Regions from separate parts of the Ostrinia nubilalis genome. Here region 1 is linked to region 2. A link is a contact called in public Hi-C data. All regions are on one chromosome and are shown on one strand. Each heading gives the region's core, a stretch centred on a gene start, on an enhancer-like site or on the middle of the called end of the contact. The rest is flanking DNA. Distances are from core to core; before and after follow the strand shown. Region 1 holds the start of LOC135078510. Region 2 holds the start of LOC135078504 (enhancer of split mbeta protein-like).

Region 1 (4,129 bases), core at 1,368-3,867, 160 kb after region 2:
GCGTGCCGGTTTATCATGTCGGTGCCTGACTTAGACGCCAAAGTCAGCCAGAGCCTAATCAGTCACCTATCACGACTGATAACGGCACAGCCGCTCACGATACAAGTACCAGATAGGCCTCCATTTTCACCACCCACGTCCCCATCTTCCGTGGTGTCCGACAGACAGCACTACTACAGCGACCATGAACGCTCCTCTTCCGATGCCGAAGATTCCGTTTACTCCGGCGATGGCGCGTCTAAGCAATGGGCATATAATTCTCGACCAAACCCCAGATTACCTCACAAAGCAAGCCCACCGATGGCGGGCCTACTCACGACGGTTGACAAGCTGTCACCGCCTCTACACGCCCCTGAACAAATACACGGCGCGAGCACACACAGAAACGGGGCTTACTTCAACAGAGTGCCAGCCGAAGCGAAGGATGTTATCCTTCAAAAGATCCGACAGCACATAATGGACAAACGCGGTAACGACACGGTCGGCGTTGATGTAAACATGGGCGCCGATTCGCCGGCCGAACCAAAATATTTGTACAAAGACGAAGTGTGCAAAAACGATCTCGTATACCAGTACTCGCCTGCCAACGTGCCGATGCCGAGCAACGATACCTTGGACCTGAGGAAGTTCAGGTCCCCGTCGAAGGCTACAGAGGGTGCTTCACCTAAAAAACCTGTCGCGTATCAGACCTCGAGTCAATTAGACACGACGCCTTTACCCGAGAGCAAAGTTGAGTCCAGTCTTCCGGAACACTGCGAATCGCCGATGGATTACAGCAACTTACCACCAAAAAAGAAGAGGAAATTGATCGAGTACCAGGAGTACAAAAAACAGGAGGAGGCGAAGCGTCAGCTCGAGGCTTTTTACGCTGAGAAAAAAGAACGCGACGGCCCACCAGCGGATGAGGACAAGTGGCGCCCCTGGTGAAACACGCTCGCCAATCAATGTGATATTATTAGTATCTTCCATGACAAAGCTTTAATTTGTTTTAACTTATGTATGTTTATGTAACGTATTGTTTACACTCGTGCCTTAATTAAGTTTGTGTTTTAGGTTATGCTAGTATGTAGTATTTTAATTTCAAATTCTATTTATGTGCCATTTGTTTGATCTCGATGCCTTTTTATGAAAATATCAAGCTTATTTTACTAAGTCTTCCAATTGTGAACAATGACTGTATGTGACGCAAAGCAAAATTGTTATAGTAAGCGCAAATAAAAAATATAATTTAATAAATAATATTTCGGAACAGATCATTATTTTTTATTTCATAATAATAATACCTATCGACTGATGCCATACTCCAGTAGTAATAATATTAACATGATTAAGTAACAGCTAGATACTTTCCTTATACCTAATTACCTAATAGTCCTACATAATGTAGAGTAAGTAGGTACACTACCTACCTACTATACCTTTATTTTCCTTATTACTGAATGCAATCAATATGATAAAAAGAACCTTATCTGACCGCAGATTAAAAAGTACCTATGCTTATTCTTCAATGTTCAAAATATCTTCTTGACACATTTTATAACCTTATGGGTAAAAAAACAAATCAAAATTCTTTAGCTATATTTTTCAAGAAATTACGTACGAGTAGTATAGGTACATGCCTACTTACATAATTTATCCTGCCTGCTTATACCTACTCGTATCTAAATTGCTGCATTATTAAAGTTATAATAAAAGTAACTAAAATTGAATACCTCCATGAGTCCATGAACGCCCAGCCCAGATATTAAAATTTTAGCTACAAGCTGTTCTCTACTATTGTAGTAAGTTAGAAATGTAGGTTTTAAAAGGAATATTAACTTTATGGTTTTAAATTCACAAAACAATACGCTATTGGTAGAACTGTCAAAAGCTAGTTCTCAATACTCAATACTCAATATGTTTATTGCTATAGATACATATAGAAAAATATTAGAAAGAAAGAAAAAATATTTATTCGATGCAAGTACAAAATAAATACATTAATTTAATAGGATAGGTACCTATGTCTAATAAAATTCATTTCTACGTGAGGATGCTTTGGTGGCGCGAAAATGTGAAGCTTTTTCATTACTAATCGCGACATCTTTCGTTGAAAATATGAAACGTACACTGCCATCTATTGTTGACTACAAGAAGTATCAGCGATCCACAACTTGCAATTAAAAGCATATAAGTACACTATGCTTAAACTAGCAGTGGAAAACAAGACATTTCGTTTAGCTTACGAAAGACAGATGTCACTATTGGCGTGCTTTGAAAGCATGGTTATTAACTATAATACTCACCGATAGATGTCTGTATAATATTATTATTTTTATCATTTGTTTCTTCAGGACGTTTTAACATTTTTATGTTTTGATTAATAATATCATATTTTAATTAATTATACTTATGAGAAATAAAGTGACTTTAACCATAATTATTCCATTTGATCACTGGAATAAACATCAAACTATTTATACCGTGTATGTACATTTATTATAATAAACTTTGATTAATGATTCTACTCACCGCTAGATGGCGTTAGACGTCTTCAGTGATGAACCGTTTTCGCCCGCCATTCGTGTTTTTGTTTACTCTTAGTAGTAAGCGTAGATTGTGGTAGAGGGGCGGGCACAACCCAAGCAAATCAAATTCATTCATTCATTGCCGCGCAGGCCTGACAGGACAGTCGTCGAACGCGACTGGTTGTGAACGAACAATGTAATGAGGCGCGCGCGTTTAACGAACTTTTTCGACGTTTAAAAAACGATTTGACAGTTACATTTTGAGTTGTTTTGATTAGTTTGACAACGACCATTGAAGTTTTGGATTTACAGAGCTGTGATAATTGTGATGTTATGATTGTGGTGTTGTGATCATTGGTAAAATGTTGTGAGATGCTCGTGGGGGAACAGTCGCCGGCACCACGAGTGGTGGCCGGATTGAGGAAGTTGAACCCTGAGTTGACCCCGGGCCCAGTGCCGACACCAGCTGATCCAAATTTGAGGATATCAGGTCAGTTCATGAATTAATATCGTTCATGTCTAGCCGATACGTTATTGTTTACATTATCATACCTACCTAATACGTTATTTAGGTTACCTACTTAAATAACTTAAGTTCATGCTGTGGTTTTTGTCGGGAGCTGAAAATTACACTCTATAATTAATTGTCTTTAAAAAGTAAATGTTATCTTTTACAAGACAACATTTTACTTACGTTGATAAGAGAGAGTTTAGAGACAGTAGAAGAGAATCAAACTAGAATCTATGGTACAGCCTTAGATTAATAAAGCGGTACAGCCTTAGATCTATCTAAGGGTACAGCCAAATGCCAAAAATACCAAAATTACCTACCTACCTTCCATTCTGACTGGTCAGTGGTCAATTCAAATTAATCTCATAACTAGCTGACTTCTTCCCTCTCGAGTTAAAAGAATCGTGTTCACTACTAAGAACAGATAGGTATTAGGTAACCTACATTTAAAACAATTTTATTCTAATTATCTTACATTTACTTACTAGGACATTTAAGTAATTTTTACATAATAAGTAGATATTAACCAAACCTCCTCTTACTAACCTAATTATTGTTTATAAGATAACAATAGCCTATAATTTATTATCACAAATAGGTAATTTGAAAAACCCAGTAGGTAGTGCGTGTGCTTCAATCAACATAAATGCGCTGGCCTAGACTTGAAAAACACCTGGCGTGACCAGAAGTCAATTCGCCGGACAAAAAAATAATTAGGTCTATTAGGGACTCGCGGGCGAACGAATAAACCCTTTGTAAAATGCGTGTTCACTTCTAATTTTTTTGGTAAAGGTCATTGACCTCAAACTTGATCCATCTCTCCTTTACTGAAAACCGGTTAATTAGTTAAAATTGTTTTTGCAATATTCTAGCAATGCTTTATGACTGGCAAATATTGCTATGAAAAGCTTTATTAGTTTGCTATAAAAATATGGAATTCAATACTCAAAATGTCCAATTAGGTAGCTATTATCTTCAAAAGACTGGACTTTGATTGTTAGTGAGTAAAAAAAACACATGCATTGTCAGCATGATGTTAAACTGTGTAGTTATCTTATATGTTTTACCTCCTCTATCTACCCGACTCGTTAATATTCAAGAAACCATTATG
Region 2 (4,483 bases), core at 279-2,778:
GACTAATTCGCGATTCCCTTCTTCAAACATCTAATAGAACGTTGGCACATTAGCCCTATCATTAGTCTCCGTTTGCACAATTAACTAGACCGCTTACTTACCGTCATCGTTTACATACAATGCGCTGTGCAATGTATCATTCATGACAGCGTGCGTAGTATCGCGCGGACATGCGAGTACGTAAACAGGAAAGTTCCCATCCGAGCGCGCGCGGCGTGTCATAGGTGCATGCCCTTAACCTCCTTAGCTATTTGTTGACATTTCAACAGTCTTCATTTCATGTGTTTTCGTCTTCAGTTTATTTCGGGCACATGATAACTCTCTTATCAGTGACCTTAGCTCTTCGCGTGCCACCGATTTTTCATAATAATTCTTTATCTTATTGTTTACTTATTTTAGGCACTTGTTTTTGGTACTGTGTTACATGTGTGTGTGTATTTGAGTTTTTGTATACCCATTGTGTTATCAAACTTAGTGTAAAAAGGTGATAATTGAAATGCAGAAATAGAGTTAGAAATAATATATTTTTCATTAACTTATTCTCTTCTTGTTCACAATTCGTGAAATCTTTTCAACGATAAAAATATAACAATGCGACCTCAGTAAGGCTCGATACAACATTTCTTATACAATAATAATTATTACTCTTTAATATCACAAATAGTCTTATAGGCTACTTTTATTAAAGCTTCTTGTTCAACTTACGAACTATTTTCCCTACACTAATTTATCGTGAGATCTGGTCATCTTCAACTTCACATGAGCAACACTGAACTTGGATCAGGGTGGACACATTGAGGAGCGGCGGCTCCGAACGGCGCTAAACAGATGTGACCGCGGAGCCGGCCCCCTGACCCGGGGCTGCGGCTTACCACGGCCTCCACACTGCTGGGGCCTTGGTGAAGGTCGCGCTGGTCGTGCAGTCCAGGGGCGTGTGCATGTGCACGGGCGACGCCGGCGGAGACGGGCTCACGTATCCAGAGGATGATGAGGAGGTCGACAGAGCGGGGCTGGGTGGGCTCGCTGGCGGCGTGTCAGATCCCGCGGCAGCGCGCTGCATATCGTTCAGCTTGTGTCCAAGATGTGTCATCAGCTGAGTTCCCAACCTCACGTCCACTCCAGGAATGGAAGCCAGGCAGCGGGACACTTCGTTTGCGGCGTGAGTAAATCCAGCACGGAAGCGGTCGGCGTCCACAGTCGGGTTGAGTGACAGGCGACGCTGGCGGCGAAGTTTGTGCAGATGACGAACGGTCAATTCCAGAATATCAGCTTTCTCCAGTTTAGCGACGTTTTCGCCTTCCGACTGAAGGGCGCTGACCATCAGCTCCTTGAGTTCATCGAGGCAGCGGTTGATGCGAGCGCGGCGTTTGCGCTCGAGCATCGGCTTCATCACTTTGCGATATTGGTAAGTGCGCGAGACGGGCTGCGGGCCGTCGTCTGCGAGCGAGTAAGCGATCTCGTAAGACATGGTTGAGTGTTGTGAGTGCGTGTGTTTGCGTTGAGCGTTGAACGCGGAATGCGGTTGGCGCGCCGGGCGGGGGTTTATATAGGGAGCGGATCGTGGGAACGCACGGAGTTGCCGAGTTCCCACACGCGCCACCTGTGCTGGCCGAGCAGCTGCCGGCGGGGCGCGGGGACCACGAGCGCCCGCGCGTGCGCGCCGTAAACAATCGCCGGCGCGGGCGCACGCCGCGACGCCTGCCGCGCACAATTCACTCAATCTATGTCGCTACCGATCGCCTAGGTTAGGAGCGCGGATTAGAAAATCTAGCGCTGTGTTTTAGTGCGTGGGTTTAGAATTTAGAGGTAGAGTGTTGACTCTACCGTGTCTTGTTCACTACTAATGTTGAATATTCAATCGTGAAGATCTGATGCCTTACGATTAGTCACTTCTATCAATTTTCCTTAAGAAATATTTATGTAGGTAAACATTTAAGTACCTCTTATTTTTAATAGGTGACAAGGTTTTGTAAAACTGAGCGAAATAGATTTTTGGCTCTACGAATTTCGTAGCAGATTCGTAGGCCTGCCGTAGCAGACTTAATACTTTCTAAGCGGCTTATTTCTTCATTCTTCTAATTGATGCGGGTCTAATTATTACTGTGTCGCAAGCGAGTCGGATGATAAATCAAGCCGCGGTAGCACAATGGTCGCCTCAATTTGTGTCCAACTGGCTACTGTTCAATCAATCACGGATTATGCGTTGTAATAATTATTGACAGATGAAATTGCTGACCGATCCCGCCCTAGATAGGAACTCACTTAATGATTGGCCTGAAATAAAGAGCTGTTATGAGTACGTGCGTAAAGGATTATAATGATAGGATTATTTTGATTGACTTTGGATTAGAATTATGAATAATTTGTATTAACATAATAATGTATTACAGTGCTAGTAAACACACTTCTTGTGGGTTACTGACTTTAAAAGAGCACATTAATTATTTTTCTGAAAACATTAGATCACATTTGGGTATGTTTAGCGCCAAAATGATTCGGGTCAAACTTAGCTCTAACCAATTAACATTAGGATTTTTCCATGGACTTAGAACTTAATGAAAGTCAACATGTCACGTCGATACCATAACAGCTGTGTGCGTGTTTAATTGGGCGTACTTATGTGTGCGTAACGCGAGCGCCGGCGCCGGTAGCGGATGGAACCGAGAGTACACGCTTCAGACAATACTGTTATTGTTAATGCTATATTAACACTCGTGGGATTTATAACAAGTCATGTAAGAGGTGAATGTTATGGCTGGAGATTTTTATGTTTGATATAGAGACTGATAAAATATAAACCTCATACTTTTTACTTGATCAATCAAATTCGCTATAGCTTGAAAAGTACCTATTTTTATATTCTTGACGTCAATGCTATAAACGGTCAACGCCGGTTCTAGTAGGCCATAATAGGTAGAGCCCCACGAATAGAGCTCAACAGTCAATTTTAATTTTATCAAGTATTTATGCTAAATCGTATTGACGTAGATCGTCTAATATCGGATCTGTTTTTACATTTCTAAAAACTATCCACGTTCAAAGTCCATGTTCTTTTATTTACAACTATGTTTCCTTATTCATGTCATTGCATATGATTTTCGTCAACATGACTGGCTTTATAGAAGGTGACGTAGATTATACTTAGGTATTATCTATTTTTAATCTGATATAGATATTTCACAGTCCTAATTTAAAAAAAGAGAGTTTTACATCAATCATTTAAGGGGTAACCTTAATTGTACGCAGGATTTTATAAGGCGCGTGGGTTGCGCCTACGCACCTCGGGCGACACCCGATAACTGTTTTTTCTCCGTAAACACCCACATTAACACTCTGGAGTTATCTCAATTTATTATTATGGGACATGGGATTAGTGATGTACTGAACCAACTAATCGATGATAGCTCTACAAATAAGATGGAAGACAACGAACTCTGAAAACAAAAAAGAAATGTTATCATTTAAACTACGACGTTATATTACGATAGTTGGACAATGTAGGTTGTAAACATATTATATTTTTAAATGTTAGGTACACTTTGTTATCTCGAAAATGCAAATACGTAATTTGTATAAAACTTGATTGTAAACAATTAGTATTTCTCCCAAAACATCTTTGATTTGGTTTCATTGGGGTCAAGCAGTCATCTTAGCTATAAATTGCAGTGGTGGGACTAGGAGTGTAGGGTAGACTTTAAAAACTCCTTACAGAGAATACAACGGTCTTTACATTACTGTTTAGATCAATAAGTTTTATTTAAGGGTTAGTATACCATCTATCTCATAGTATTACAATTTTCTAAACAAATTCCAGCACGTGGATATTCATAGTTCGTTAGCAGTTGTGTCAATTCTAGGAACACGTAATCAAACAAACATGAACTTGGCGACGACCTATTCGTCCGTTTGACTTGCAAAGTTGACTCTACATCTTCATTAGAGCCTGATATTGTGTGTACTGTCTGTCAATTTACAATATGATGTCATGCTATTAAAAATACATAAAAAAACTACATAAAAATCCTGAATAAAATCTTATTTTTTAGTTTTTTAAAGTAGTATAAATAGAAGGAACAATTTTATTCGTATAAATCGAAAACAAGCCTTATAAACAATTCCGCTCATTAAAAATTCATTGAAAAAACATCTTTAAATATCATTTTCAGCGACGATTTCACACGCTTAATGCATGTTCATGTTCAATTAGAATAAAAATCTCATTCTCGTTTTTGCGATAGGTTTTTCTCGCGCATACGAGGGGCTTCGGTAAATCCTGCGTTGGCGCAGTTTTTGCGACTTCCTCGCGGTGGGAAACTCATTGGATCAGATCCGGTTATTAACAGGGTATTTTTTTCTTTCCGAAACATGAATTAAGTATAAGTTAGTGGCGTCTTCATTTAATGAAAATAATGACGGGGTTGTGCTTCAGAGAGCATGCTATTTCTTCATGAATTTTTTAGACTTTCAGACTGAATTTGTGTGT

Evidence for each region. A called contact is a pair of places that touch in the nucleus more often than the background predicts.
Region 1: a Hi-C map of whole larva shows a contact between it and region 2, with 4 times the contacts expected there. The contact joins the promoter of LOC135078510 here to the promoter of LOC135078504 in region 2. A contact is called at or near these places in 2 of 5 Hi-C or Micro-C datasets (whole body and whole larva).

What each region holds. Positions count from the first base shown.
Region 1 is chr15:11,056,569-11,060,697 of ilOstNubi1.1, forward strand. It overlaps LOC135078510, which reads left to right and starts at 2,618. Exons shown (of 3, transcript XM_063973051.1): 1 at 2,618-2,997. The coding sequence starts at 2,880. LOC135078509 (transcription factor HES-4-A-like) reads left to right here. Exons shown (of 3, transcript XM_063973050.1): 3 at 1-1,254. The coding sequence ends at 927.
Region 2 is chr15:10,902,510-10,906,992 of ilOstNubi1.1, forward strand. It overlaps LOC135078504 (enhancer of split mbeta protein-like), which reads right to left and starts at 1,529. Exons shown (of 1, transcript XM_063973045.1): 1 at 506-1,529. The coding sequence starts at 1,468. The coding sequence ends at 869.